Regions from separate parts of the Mus musculus genome. Here region 1 is linked to region 2. A link is a contact called in public HiChIP or PLAC-seq data. All regions are on one chromosome and are shown on one strand. Each heading gives the region's core, a stretch centred on a gene start, on an enhancer-like site or on the middle of the called end of the contact. The rest is flanking DNA. Distances are from core to core; before and after follow the strand shown.

What was found. HiChIP or PLAC-seq counts read pairs in DNA pulled down with a chosen protein or histone mark.
Region 1: an H3K4me3 HiChIP or PLAC-seq map of pro-B cells shows a contact between it and region 2, with 4 times the contacts expected there. The contact joins the promoter of Lamp2 here to the enhancer-like site in region 2. A contact is called at or near these places in 5 of 39 promoter capture datasets (the 3T3-L1 cell line, the C10 cell line, cranial neural crest and 2 more), 1 of 15 datasets of contacts at CTCF or cohesin (large pre-B cells), 7 of 484 Hi-C or Micro-C datasets (LSK cells, cortical neurons, cranial neural crest and 4 more), 15 of 115 datasets of contacts at active chromatin or transcription factors (astrocytes, bone marrow-derived dendritic cells, differentiating embryonic stem cells and 8 more) and 3 of 9 other capture datasets (adipose tissue, liver and pancreatic islet).

Annotation. Positions count from the first base shown.
Region 1 is chrX:38,454,767-38,462,067 of GRCm38.p6, reverse strand. Lamp2 (lysosomal-associated membrane protein 2) reads left to right here and starts at 5,608. Exons shown (of 9, transcript NM_001017959.2): 1 at 5,608-5,819. The coding sequence starts at 5,765. LOC115489130 (a long non-coding RNA gene) reads left to right here and starts at 5,826. Exons shown (of 2, transcript XR_003953097.1): 1 at 5,826-6,762.
Region 2 is chrX:38,230,215-38,237,344 of GRCm38.p6, reverse strand. It overlaps Tmem255a (transmembrane protein 255A), which reads left to right. Exons shown (of 10, transcript NM_172930.4): 3 at 1,442-1,504; 4 at 4,153-4,242. Gm39507 (a long non-coding RNA gene) reads right to left here. Exons shown (of 2, transcript XR_882295.2): 1 at 6,579-7,130; 2 at 3,691-3,933. Among named protein-coding and RNA genes, the nearest start is that of Gm39507, 5.3 kb to the right of the region's middle. Within about 2 kb of position 3,019, at least 7 of the 459 cell types and tissues checked have an H3K27ac peak or open chromatin away from gene starts, as enhancers often do. A contact at or near this core is called in pro-B cells, where this site is marked.

The DNA.
Region 1 (7,301 bases), core at 4,359-6,858, 220 kb before region 2:
ATCACTTCAAGTTCAAAGCTGCCCTGGACTATAAAAAGAGACAAAAAACAAAAAAGAGTAGAAAAGAAAACTATGGAGAAAGGCGTGGTCGTACATACTTTGTAATTCTAAGGCTGGGAAGGAGTGTTCAAGGCCAACCTCCGAACTATGAGATCCTATCCAAAAGGAGGAAAATAGAGGCTGGAGGGAGAAGGTTCGTGGTTAAGAATGCTTACTGGGTTTCAGAGGACCTGAGTTCAGTGCCCAGAACCCATGTCAGACAGCTTACAACTACCTGTAACTCCAGTTCCAGGGAATCTGACTTCTCAAGCTCCTCCAAGCACAGGTATACATATTCAAATGTGCAGAAGTGTGCAAGTATACACACACACACACACACACACACACTTAAAATAAACTTTCAAAAAAGAAAAAAGCAACAAAAGAAAATCACAGAGAGGGGCTATGAAGGAGGCTGGCTAAAAGCGTGTGCGTGCGCACATACATGTAAGGACACAGAAGTAGACAGAAAAACAGAGTCAAAAGGGAAGAGACAGTAGGATAAAGATATATGACAGACCTGGTGCTGCATTCTTTTAGCCTAAGCACTCTGGAGGCTGCAGTAGGGAAATGAACTCAAGACTAGCAGGGTAAAGTGTCCCATGCCTCTAACCCCAGCACTCTAAATAAAGGCTGGTGACTTCTATGAGTTTGAGGCCAGCCTTCTGTATACAGCAAAGTTCCAGACTAGTCAAGGCTACACAGTGAAACCCTATTTCAAAGCAAAAAGAAAATCATTGACACCCCAAACACAGCAACAACCAAAAAGCCCAAGGCCAGCCTAGGCTCTATATCACGATCCTAATTCAACAACGACCAAAAGACATATATAAAGAGAAAGTGGTCAAAGTAGAGGTCAGAAGTTTGTTAGTTACAGCTGGTTAGTCAGTTGGGGGTGGAAAAAAAGAACAAACCCTTCCACTTTCCCTGACATGACACAGATGGAGAAAACAGGAAGTGGGCTGAGATAATTCCTCCAGCTCCCTGCTGACGTTATAGGCTCTCTATCTTTTCCTGTATCCTCTGTTTACTTATTAATTCAAGAACTGTTCAGGACAGTGCTGGTGCACACCTTTAACCCCTATACTCTCCACAAAGGCAGGTGGATTTCTGAGTTTGAGGCCAGCTTGGTTTACAGAGAGAGAGTTCCAGGACAGCCAAGGATACACAGAGAAGCCCTGTCTCAAAAACAAACAAACAAACAAAAAGCAAAACAAACAAACCATCTAACATTTATGAGTACAGATTATGAGAACAGAATGTTGAAAGATACCACCACATTCTCTGCCCTGAAGATGCTTAGAGCTGGAACACATCAGGGCCACTGAAGACACAAGCATTGGAGGGACAGCCAGGACGCTGGGGGAGCACATAGGCTCAATCCCTTTGTCCCCTCACTGGCTTAAGAGGGGCTCCTAAGGGGAAGCTGGAGCCATTCTTCTAGGGGAGGGGTGGGAGAAGAAGCCTGCTAGGCAGACGTTGGGGATTATAGACTAGAGAGTATTTCTAGTTTTGTTTTGTGTTTAGCAGTGCTTTTACAAATGTTCTCCATTCAATGAGTATAGGATAATTGTAAAATATGAAAGGCAACTTGGTTGTAATAATTTGTATGTGGAGAGGATAAGATACACCAGGGGAGAAAGTGACATTGCATGATAATTAAAAAAAAATAAAACCAACCAAATATTCTTCCAGGATTAGTCATTAAATAATTTGTCAATTTTGTTGTTGTTTGCTTTTTGAGGCAAGTCTCACTTGTAACACTAGCTGGCCTGGGACTAGCATACAGACCAGGATGACCTTGAACTAACAGAGATCCCCTGCCTCTATCTACTAAGAGCTGGGACTAAAGGTGTGAGAGATTATGCCCAGGCTCTTTCATTTCCTTTGTAGTGATAGTTTTAGTATGTACTATAGCGGGTCTCAACCTGTGGGTCTCAACCCCTTTGGTAAACTCTATCTCCAAAAATATTTACATTAGAATTCATAACAGTAACAGAATTACAGTTATGAAGTAGCAACAAAAACAATGTTATGGTTGAGTCACCACAGCATGAGGAACTGTATGAAAGGGTTGCAGCATTAAGAAGGTTTAGAGCCACTGATCTACTACATCACCAAAGTCAAGGCCTTGTGGTACAAGCACATGTTCCCAGGCATTTGGGGTGCTGTGGCAGAAACTGTAAATTTCAAGCCTGCAAGAGCTACAAAGGGAATTCAAGGGCAACCGGGGCAACCCTGTAAGACTCAGTTTCAAAGTAAAAATACAAAAGCAAGCCGGGCGGTGGTGACACACGCCTTTAATCCCAGTATTTGGGAGGCCATCCTGGTCTACAGAGTGAGTTCCAGGACAGCCAGGGAAACAGAGAAATCCTGTCTCAAAAAACCAACCTCCCCCCCAACAAAAGCAGAAGGGACTAGGACTATTGCCTAGTGATAAGGTGCTTGCCCAGTAGACACAGTACATCACATCCAACCTCCAACACAAAATAAATGATCCTCCATACGCACACAGGTGTATCTTTAAGCTGTTTATTCTGTTCCGTGGACTGGACCGTCCTTGGAACAATACTGTTATGAAAACGTTTTTAAATGAAAGAAATGAAAGAACATGCTCCTTTTTGATGATCTTTTGATGTGTCAGCAAGGCTAATTAACCAACCTAAAACAAGCCTAGTTACTGTGATGGTATTGTTCAATTGTTCTTGAAGTTCGTTAATCTGTTGACTTTAAGGAACAGGAGTTATGCCAGGTGAACTGTGGTCAGAGTGCGACTAGTTCAAAGGTATTTAGAAAAGAACTGCAGCTCCCTGAAGAAGAAAGACAGTGAGTGGGTGGGCCAAATCCAACTCATTGGCATTTTTGAGAACGGAAGCTCCTGTGAGAATCTGATGGCAGAAGGGGCTCCAGCAGTCTAGTTGAGCGTCGCAATGGTCCGAATCTACTTTGCTTTTGTCTCCCTGGCAAGTACTTACCTGAGACTCTTTTCCAAATGCCCAAACCAGTAAGGCAAAGCAAGTTGTTGGTTAAAATGCCATGTTAAAGAACATGCTGGTGTGGCAGGAATGGTAGGATGTGCTTGGAGTACTAGCTAGTCAGGGCTCTCCGGCAGGGGGATTTCTTGGACCTATCTAACATTTCAAAAAGCCAGTCTGGACAATGGAGTGAGACCAGGTCTCAAATAAATAAGAAAAGAGAGGAAAAAAAAAAAGAAAATGTGGTGTTCTGAGGTACAACTTTCATACTAACCACATGAGTCTGATGAGTGTGGCTTAAAAATGTATTTGTTAAGCCTTTTTCTTATGCTAGCCTTGGATTTCTGATAGTCCTGCTTCAGACTCCTTAGTGCTGGGATTATAATCATGTGCTACCATGCTTGACGAGAAGATTAATTAATTTATTTTAAAAATAAATTGTGGTAAAGCTATAGAAATTCAGTTTACAGAGCTATTTAAACACTGGGGTCCTGGGAGGGAGGTAGAGGCAGCTCAAGACCATCCCCAGTGGCCCTGGCTGTCCTGGAACTCACTCTGTAGACCAGGCTAGCCTCAAACTCACTCTGTAGACCAGGCTAGACTCAAACTCACTCTGTAGACCAGGCTAGCCTCAAACTCAAAAATCCCTCACAGAGATCCTCCTGCATCTGACTCTCTAGTGCTGGGATTAAAGTTGTTTACCACCAGGCCCCGTCAATATTGTCTTTTTTTTTTAAATCATAAATAACATTTGTGATTTATACACACTAATAGACTTCAGTGTGACCTTTTTCATACATTCGTAGGGCACACTTTGATTATATTCACTATATTCACAGGGTCTCTCTTTACATGATTCATTGTCCTAATACCGGGGAAAGGGTTTATCAGTGATCTTCCAGTCAGGCTGGATTGTGCACACACTTAATCCCAGCACTGGAGATGGAGGCCGGGGGATCTCTGTGAGTTCTAGGCCAGCCTGGTCTATATGAGATCCAGGCCGGCCAGGGCCATGTAGGGAGACCCTGTCAAAAACAACAACAACAACAGAATGCAGATTTGTGGTTATGAATATTTGGGTTGGAGTGGGGGACTGGGGTAGAATTAACTAAATCTATAAAGTTCCACAGAAAAATCCTCACCAGTGTCTCATGGAATTTCTGAGAATTCACTAAACTGCCCCCACAAATCTCTTCTTAAGCTTATTTTTAAATAGAGCCACAGATTAAAGATCTCCCAAACTGCATGACTTTGAAGCTATGTTTTAGAGCTTCTCTTTGTCTTTTTATTTGTTTGTTTGTTTTGAAACAGGGTTTCTCTGTGCAAACAGAACCTGGCTGTCCTGAAACTTGCTCTGTAGAACAGGCTGACCTCAAACTCACAGAGATCTGCCTACCTCTGCCTCTGGAGTGCTGGGATTAAAGGCATGCGCCACCACGGCTTTTAGTACTTTTCTAAGTGCAGTTCATGGGCCTCAGCATCAGAATCACCCCAGGTGTTTGTTTAGTAAAGGAATAAGACAGGATGGGAGGAGAAACCCTGCAATCCAAGCTACTAGGCATGCCGAGGCAGAGGAATCATATGTTCAAGTGCCACCTGAACTACAGCTATACTTTAAGTGTAAGGTCAAACTATTAGGCAACTTAGTGAGGATTAAACCTCAAACAAACAGTAAGCTTGTAGGAAAAAGGGCATTTGTTTCAGAGTCTCTAAGGCATCATCAGGTAAAATAAACAAAACAAAAACTACTTCCAAAATCCCTGAGAAGAGTGTGTGTGTGTGTGTGTGTGTGTGTGTGAGTGTGTGTGTTTTGGGAAGCAACATTTGAAGGTCATTGCTTTATTCCAACTCTGGAGTTTTACGTTAATGTTGTTTTCCTCTGTTGTTTTGAGACATGTTTGTTTACTGTTCACTTGGCAAGCGTACAGAATACGGGTTAGTATGAACTCATTAGAGAACATTAACTGTATTTGTATTCCAGATAGAAAAATATCTGGGAGTTTATGTATTTTGTAAAGAGTGTCTCTGGGTAGTAATGGGAGTGATCTTGATTTCCTTCTATTCTTATTTCTCTCTCTTTTTTTCTTCCTCTATTTAAAAATATGCTTCCTCTTTCTGACTTCAATTTCCCCATCAAGGAAAGAGAGTGTTATAACTTTGAACTTCAAGAGCATGGTCTGATCTGGTCGTTAATGACTCCATACCCCCTAGCTTCCCTATCCACCTATAGTATAAACTGTGTAGGTGGTCTCTATACTTGAATAATCGTGTATTATTTTTTACATATATTTTCATATATAAATTTACATACATATATATCTTGAGAGGCCTAGCAGCCGTTTTGTTGCCAGAAAAAATGATGCTGTTTGTTCTCAAGGACCTAGAATAGAAATAACCCACTGTCTACAAGCATCAAAGTTCCTCCTTTCCTGCTAGCCTTAAAAAAATGCCCTCCTCGCACAACTCTTTCTAGTTTAATAATGGCTGTGAACCAAAAAGCCAGGGCGTGGCCACGCCGCCCTCCTGCCCGGACATCACCGCCTCCCTCTCAGTTTCTAAGCATGCTGATTGGCTGAAAGGAATAAAGAACCCCGCCCCTGGTCTTATGACTCCAGCTGAAGCGGCGAGTCCAGGCTTTTGCGGTGCCTGGGTGCCTCGGTCGGTGGTCTCTCGTGCTTTCGCTTCCGCAGGGCTGCGAGGGGATTCGTTGGAATTGTCGGTCCGGTGGTCGCCTGGCCTGAGGGATCACGATGTGCCTCTCTCCGGTTAAAGGCGCAAAGCTCATCCTGATCTTTCTGTTCCTAGGTGAGTTTTCGGGCCCTCTGGTGTCTTTGAGCCGGGCCCGGGGGATCGGGGAGTTTCAAAGGCCACAACCTGAAAGACTGGTCTTTGAGAAGGCTTTGAGAGACCGAACAGCTGACACTGGGCGGCGGCGGCCCGAGGCGGCGGCGGAGGGGGGACGCGGGGGGGCCGGGAGGGGGGGACACACGACCTGGAGGAAGGCCTGGCCGTGGGATGGCCCGCCAGGAGGGCCTCTGAGAGTAACAGCGGGGCAAGTAAGGGGACGAGGGAGGACGACGTCAAGGGATTAGGCAAGAGGAGCGCAGAGTTCTAGACCTCTGGGCTAGAGAGAGCAACTTGGAAAAAGAGTCGGGGAGCAGACACCGGGGAGGCTTGGTTTCCTGGATCAGGGGAGAGTTTTAAAGATGGTGAAAAAAAAGTGTAGAGCGAGAAATGAATTTGGAACGGAAGGCGCTGTACCCTCGTGAAATTATTGGGGAGGGGGAGGGCATAGGGGGGTAGGTAGATAGGACAGTAGGGCCCAAGGGACAGAGACACCGTTTTGGGAGCTTTGTAGGTAGGACTTGAGGCTGGGAGAAGCAGTGATTGAAGAGCTAAGGAATGGCCTTGGAGTTTTGAGAGTGAAGGGATACACACACACGTACATACATATACATATAGTGACTGGGGCTGGAGTAACTTCCGGAAAGAAAAGTTATATCCAACCTCTGGAGACTAAAGGGATGAGTTGATAACTTTGGTGGGGGGTGAGTATCTGACTTAAAGGTGGTGAGGATCTCGGTTTTTTTGTTTCGTTTTGTTTTTTTTTTTTTTTTTGTTATTGTTGTTGGTTTGCTTGATTTTTGTTGCTTTGTTTGTTTTTCTCGAATAACTTTCGCTACTTCCTCCCAGCCAGACACCGGACAGAAATACCCCTAGATGCTAAAGCCGGGGAGCTTCCAAGATGGTAATTGTGTATCTGAGCTTTGTATATTCAATCCATTTTCTTCACAACCGCTTGGATTTTTTTTTTTTTCTGCTTCTTTTTTTTCCTCACTACAGGTCAGCTTAGTCGTGGTTTTAAAGTGGTGGGAAGAGTTGCTGGGTTAATAATGTTGGTTGTTTGTGATCTGTCCCAATAGACTTGAGAGTCCATAACAGCCTAGGCTTGAACTTTGATCCCAGTGTCCTCCTGACCTGATTTACTCTGCTCCTTGTTACCTTGTGCCTTCTGCTGTTTGTGCTTTAATAAAGAGATAGAAGAAAAAGACCCACCAGAATGGGCTGGAGATAGGCCTATTGAGGGGGCTTTGAGAAAGCAAAAGAATTGCATTTGTAATTCACATGTTGGTGGGATAGAATCAACTGGTACAGTGTGTTCTTACACAGTGGGCATTTGGCAATATCTTCTTAGAGGCATTAATTTTTTTCCATAATAGCTTTTGAGGTTTTTTTTTTTTTGAGATTGTATTTCAATTATATTTCCCCCTCCCTTCTCCACCTCTA
Region 2 (7,130 bases), core at 1,770-4,269:
AAAAGTCATTTGAATGTATTGCTTCTGTTAATCTTTGCAAAGCTATGTAAGATAACATTTCTGTGGTTCCTTCTATTTCATACACAAGAAAAGAGGCTGAGTGGTTAGTCAGTTCTAGATTACACAGACATTAGTAGAAGATCTGTGTTTGCAAGCCAGACTAGTGTGATGACTGTGTTTACATTGGTATATTTTGCAGCAACACATCTTAGTTGTATTTTAAAGAAGATTGGGTGGGAGAAAGTATATGTCCCCTCTTGTATCTCAGCATCCTGGGATGGAGTAGTCTATGCATTCAGACACAGAAGCTTTGCTTTCCCAAGAATGGTTACTGGTCCTGCAGAAGGAATGTCTGCTTCCCTTCAGTCTCTTCCATTCTTGAGGTCTTGAGGCAAACCGTTAGTTTCTGGACAGGGGCCCATCAGACCCAATCCAATCCTTGGGTTCATTAGGTTTCCCAGCCGAGATGTAAAACTTGGGAGTCTTGTGTTAAAGCAGAAGCCTCTGCAAGTCAAGGTAAGGCTGCGGGTGCAAAGTGTACCTACATCACTGAACATGTATTAAGATTTATTGGTCCATTCTTACCGCTTTTTACTTCTTCTCTTTCCATCTCCATCAATAGCTATTGGTTAGTGATCATTCTCAGCTGAGACCTGCAGCCTTCAGTTCACTAATGGCAGAGCTGAGAGGGCAGTGGGATCTTCTACACTGAGCCATAATCCTGGCCACTTAGACAAGAGAAATTGGTTTTCAGGGTTTTACACTGCCATTTCTGTTCACTCTTTAATGAATGCTTTCTGTCCATAAATGAAGCAGAGATGGAAAAAGAGGCGAGTAAGTGCTAACATAAATTGCAGCAGGTCAACCACAAATATAGGCTTTCAAAAAAAGTTCTTTTCTATTTCTTTGTGTGTGTATGTGTGTGTGTGTGTGTGTGTGTGTGTGTGGGTTAAGGTGCTTGCTGATTTCTAAAGTACTTCCTGAGCTTAATTAGTATGCCCGATGCATCAAAAATTGCCTTTGCAAACCTTTATTCTGTAATCCATGCTTCAGTATAGAAGGCCCTTTTCAAAACTAGATAGAGATCTGACAGTAATGTGTACTTTTCACCATTATATGTCTCTTACTGAGTCACCAGTCATATGCTAAGTAGCGGGTATTAAAATTGAAACAGGCAGGCACTAAGAAGCTGTAGTTGACCTTTACTTTTGATCTGGGGGCACATGAGCTGCCTTTTCAGTGTGAGTCATTGCTCCAGGAGAAAACTGCAAAGAATGGGGAGAATATACTCTCATTGTACATGGCGTGTTTGTGTAAGAAGCTCCACGTGGCTTTGACATTTACACTCCAGTTCTTTTCCACTGTCCTGCACCATGGCCAAGGACTGGAATGACTGTGTGGGAAGGTTGACTGTCTTCCTAAATGCTGTGTTGTCTTACAGCTTGGCTTTGGATCATTCCTTGGGATCATCGGGTCAAACCTGATTGAGAACAAGCGGCAGATGGTAAGTTTTCCTCCTTTAGGGAGCTCAGTGATTACATGGATAAGGAACACATTGCCTAAGCTTGTGTACATTTGGCCCCAAAGGAAGCTATTATTTCACCCCCCCCCCCGCCCCCACTAAGCCTCCAGAGAACTTATCTCCCAGTATTTTCAAGCTGGTGTGCATCTCTTTAAGCTTTCTCCTTCATTCTCAAAAGAATACTTCTGGCTTTTCAATCAGGCTGCTAGTCTGGCCTAGAATGCCGGGTTTCTGTTGTATATCTTACTGTAGCTCTGAATATTACTGACTTTCGTAGCTTCCTTTCGGTTACATAATCTTTTGGAAAAGTTTTCGCAAAATTTCTTTGTATTCTTTTAGGAGATTATAATCTAGGGAACTCCCATTAAGAAAGTAAAGGGAAACTGGGCCTGGTGATTTCTGTCTCTAGTCCCGATACTTGGGAGGTCGAGAAGGGGGGACCTGGAACTCAGTTCATGATCACCTTTGAGTGATCTTGACTTCAAGACCTTCCTGAGCTACTTGAGACCTTGTCTTAAAACCAAAACACAAACTAAAATTAAAAAGAGGAAGCCAGGTAGTGGTGGCGCACGCCTTTAAATCCCAACACTTGGGAGGCAGAGGCAGGTGGATCTCTTGTGAGTTTGAGGCCAGTCTGGGCTACAGAGTGAGTTCCACCCTGTCTCAAAAAAAAAAAAAACAAAACTAAACAAAACAAAAACCCAAACCAAAACCAAAACCAAACCAAAACAAAAAAAAAATTACAGAGGAAGAAAGTCAATGTACCTGAAACATAGATCAAGCTAAAATTATGAAGTCAACTTCACAACAATATCTCTGTGTCTTTGCTGTCCGTAGTTCAAAGTCAAGTATGCAGTAAAGTGGAAAGGAAGGATCAGCATTTGACAGAAGCTGAAGCTTAGAAAGTTCACTGCTCGAATATGATCTCCTAAAGGCGAGCTGCTGTGTTTTCCTGGTTTAATTTTGAGAAGGTTTCCTTGAGGGCAAGGGGTAGAATGGATAGGCTGAATGCAATTGCAACAGTTCAGGAAGTCTGGTGAGTGGTCAGACACTGGACTAAGGTTAGAGTCCCCTTGAACAACTCTTAACCGCATCCAAATTTTGGCAATGGGGTCTGTTTAACATCAAGCTTAATCAAATAATGTAATAGCTCTAGGGACACAGAACTCTAACCATATGCTTCCCCCAGCAATATGGGAATCACTGCCAGGGGACTTCTAATAGTTTCTTCTTCCATTTCACCTGGACTCCGTCCCTTGCCAGTTTCGTTTTCACTTTGGGCTTAAATTATTCAAAATAATGGGGGAGTTTTAATTGTAGAGCTGATCATAGCATAGCTAATAATGCCAATTTCATGACATCGTTCATCCATTATTTACTGATTATCTGCAGTGCTGTGAAGTGAGATTTATGGAGAGAGGTTTCTGAACAACTCCCAAAGGAGATAAGTATTTCCTCTCAGCCTGCTGAAGTGGGTGAACCCTAGGGCAGCCTTGGCTTTGATCTTTTTTTCTTCTCCCTGGGGAATAGCTCGATGCCATGTTATTTCCTCCTCTTTCTCACCAAAAGCATCAAGAAAGAAAAATGCTGATTCCAGGTAGTTCACAAGGTCAACCATAGCAGATTGTGGGCTCATGTATCATATTTCCTTGTCCTCGAAGACATTCTGAAATTGTGATTCTGCCATACCTTAATATGTAGCATCATCTTGGTACTAGAAGATGAACAGTAGGAAAATTTATGTTATCTAACATGATCAATAAATTTGGCAATCTGGTTTTATTATTTTAAAATTTCTAGCTAGGCATGGTGGTACATGCCAGCATTCTTAACCTTTGGGTGGCTGGATTAGAAGTTTAAGATGATACTTAGCCACAAAATAAACTTGAGACCAGCCTGGACTACATGAGGCCATGCCCCCCCCCAAAAAAAGAGTAAGAAAGAAAATTTTTATATAGACCACACAAAAGTTTACCCATTTCAGAGACATCAATTCTTGCAAAATCTCTCTGGCATTTAACTGGTAGTGCATTGAATATCCCTTTTCTTCAATCATGCATAACATGATACAGAGTTATGTAGGACCCAAGAATCACTCTTGTTATTTTCAGTGTCCACTATGTTATCAAGCTGCAGAGTTAGGGGTATAGAAATCAAAGGCCAGGAACTGGTGGGCATCATCAGTTCTTTCATAGACTCATAGTAGAGACACTGGGGACACTGTTCCCCTCACCGTGCCTCCGTTTCCACAAAAGTAAAATACAGGGTTGGATTACATGATGTCCAAGGTCCAACATTTTTCTGAATCTGAGGATGGAAGGGCTATGCAGTCGAATTCCTCCATGGACAGCATACTCGATACCAGCAAGCTTCTTCATTCGGTTCTCACAGAATGAATTTCTGAGCTTACCCTGAAATATATTTTTAAAAATGCTTCAGTTTCCCCTTCTCTTCCTCCCTGCCTAACCCCATATCCACTCACCCTGCATGACTGAAAAAAAAAAAGAGCATCCTTGTCAGCGACAGAGTAGAGTTCTGCTTTGGCTGGCAGTCTCTTGGGGATTACCTAGTCTTCAAAAGCAGCAAGAGTGGAAGCCTAACAGACATGTTCCTTTTGTTCCCTCCTGCAGCTGGTGGCTTCTATCGTGTTTATCAGCTTTGGTGTGATTGCAGCATTTTGTTGTGCTATAGTTGATGGGGTCTTTGCCGCCAGACACATTGTGAGTATTGTTAACCTTGAGTTGAATTGTGCAATGCTATAATCCTGTCTTGAATGTGCACTGAGTGCTTTGAGGGGCACACGTATACAAGGGAGAAGGAAACTCCTCCTCTGTCTTCAATAGCTGGTAGTCAAGGGGAACACCGGTGAACAATGTAAGCATCTAGAAAAATGGACCTAAACTGCCAGTACAGGCTTCAGGGTGCCATAGTGGTTCATTTCCGGCTCCAGAGAGCAGGGAAGACTTCCCTTCCCAGTGGCAGTAGGGATGGCGTAGCCCTTTGGTGTGTAAAATTTGGGGTTAGGGGATGTCTTGAAGGTAGGGAAAGAGCAGCAAGATAGTATCATGGCCTTAGACAGCCATGATGGGGTACTGTAGAGACACAGACCATTTGATTCTGTAGCAGGAAGCCACATGGTCCAAACTAAGCTCCCCTTCGACAGCTACCAGAACAGACCATGAGGACAGAGGTACCCAAATACTGCTGTTCTTATGACAGTGGTTGAGGTGTAATAATGAAGTTGGATGTCTGGAGAAAGTTTAGAGCTAAACCTCCCACCCTGAGTTCAGTCCTTCAGTCCAGGTGTCACATGTTTCCCATTCTGCAGAAACTGCACTGGATACGGGCCGTTTTCACTCCTGGACTCTAGAGCTCTATGACTAAGAGCACATCTGTATAGAGGACCTTGCTCCCCACTTTTAAGTTTAGTTCTTTGACAATTCCATGCATGCATATAAATGCATCTTGATTGCTGCATTCATCCCTCTTCTTTTTATCTCCCACTCCATCAACAGCCACTCCTCCCTCCCTGTCCCTTTCCCAGATACGTAATTTTTGCTTTTGTGTCGGACTCCTCTGATTTGTTCAGAGACATCAGGGGGACCATTTGATTGGGACTATCCATTGCAACCTGGTGGCATCACGAGTGGATACATAACACAAGGCAATGACACCCTCTTTTAACTGAATTTACCAGTAGGAAATCATTCAGCAATATGGGTTAGGGTCTCCTGGGCTCTTCTTACATTCGTGCCTAGCTGCTAATGGGCTCGTTCTTGTACATATCCAGAAAACGCATTCGTAATTGTTGAAAAAAATGTGTATTTCCCTCTGAAGGAGGCATGTTTTCCGTGCCTCTCCATAGCATCTAGCCCTTACATTCTTTCTGCCCGTCTTCTACAGTATTTCCTGAGCCTTGAGGGTGTGGTATATAAATGTTATGTTTAGGACTGAGCACTCCACTGTCAGCGATCTTCCACACCTTTTGCAACTGTAAATCTCTGCATTTATCACAGTTCACTAGAAAGGCAGGCTTCGGTGATTAAGGCTGAGAGTGATAATTGCCTATTTGTATAAACATATATATTTAGAAGGTGGTTCAATACTGTGTCAATTTAGTTAACAATGGAATTAAGGTCTCCCTTAGGGCCTGTGACTTCCGTCACCATGGTCTTTGCAGCAGAGTTCCAATATAGATTCCCTCCTATGGGATGGGCTTCAAATCCAGTTATAGAGTGCTTGATTACCAACCACACTAGTTGTCAAAGTGGGTGCATTTTGCTTGGAAGCTTGGTTTTATACTTCAGAGTGTTCAAAGCTGGCAGTAAGTCTCTTGATGCCTTCTCCCTACTAGCAGCCTAGGTAGCACCTCCTGCTCCCGCCCTCATTTACCACGTTGTGTTTCACACTGTTCCAGACTTCTGGCCCAGGAACAACTTTTCCATTAATCACAGTAAGCATAGTGCCTAGAACTCATACTAATTTTAGAGTGCCACAAAAATGGTAGTATTTCTTCTCAAATAAGAAGGAAAATGGTGAACTTTTAGCTTGAGACAAAAATTTGGCACATAACAGATATATTTGTTTTTATACCAATGTGGTCATAACGCTTATTTTAAAAAAAAATGCCTTTCGGGGCTGGTGAGATGGCTCAGCGGTTAAGAGCACTGACTGCTATTCCAAAGGTCTTGAGTTCAAATCCCAGCAACCACATGGTGGCTCACAACCACCCATAATGAGATCTGACGCCCTCTTCTGGTGTGTCTGGAGACAGCTACAGTGTGCTTATTTATAATAATAAATAAATCTTTAAAAAATGATTTTCAATGGGAGAAGGGGATGAGAAAAACAACAACAAAAAGAGCCTTGAGCTTAGGAAATCATTAAGTAGCCCTGATGGTCTCCAAAGACCAAAATCAAGAGCAGGAGATAGCAGCTAAGCACTGGAGTAAACTCAGTCTTTCAACTGAACTAAACTTTTGAAAATGAAGATGTTTTGTGAACCGTTGGAAACTGTATTTTTGAAAATAGTTGAATTAGAGAAAATTTAGCTTACCAAATTTTTCTGTGGGTCACAAGGCATGTTGTTGCACTTTAGTCATGGGCTCGTTGTTAATTTAAGGTCATTTGGAGCGGGGTCAAGGATGTGAGTAGATGTGCATCAGGAAGACATTATTTTTAGTGAAGCTCCTTCTTGGAGTCCTCTTCCAGACAGAAGAGTCAGCCCCTTATTTGGCAAGATCAAAGGAGATCATAGCGTTAGTATTATCATCTAACCTACCTCTGAAATAGTAGCTTAGGAAATAATCTAGGTAGGGAGAAAAATAAGGTATGGGAGAGAGATGCCCTTTCTCTTATTTATTTTTTCTGAAATATACATTTTATCCCATTCATCAGATTTCTATATTCTGACTTCAGCTGAGCGGTGCCATCTTTTATCCACCTGGTTTTTGTTTTGTTTTTTATTCCTAAATGATATATCAGTAACTTACAATGGTTACAATTCTGTCCCCTAACATAGCAATTATTGTGGTCCTGGCATATTACTTTCCGAATATATACATGTTTTTTTTGTAGTGTGCATGCTATTTTGCATTCAATAGGAAAC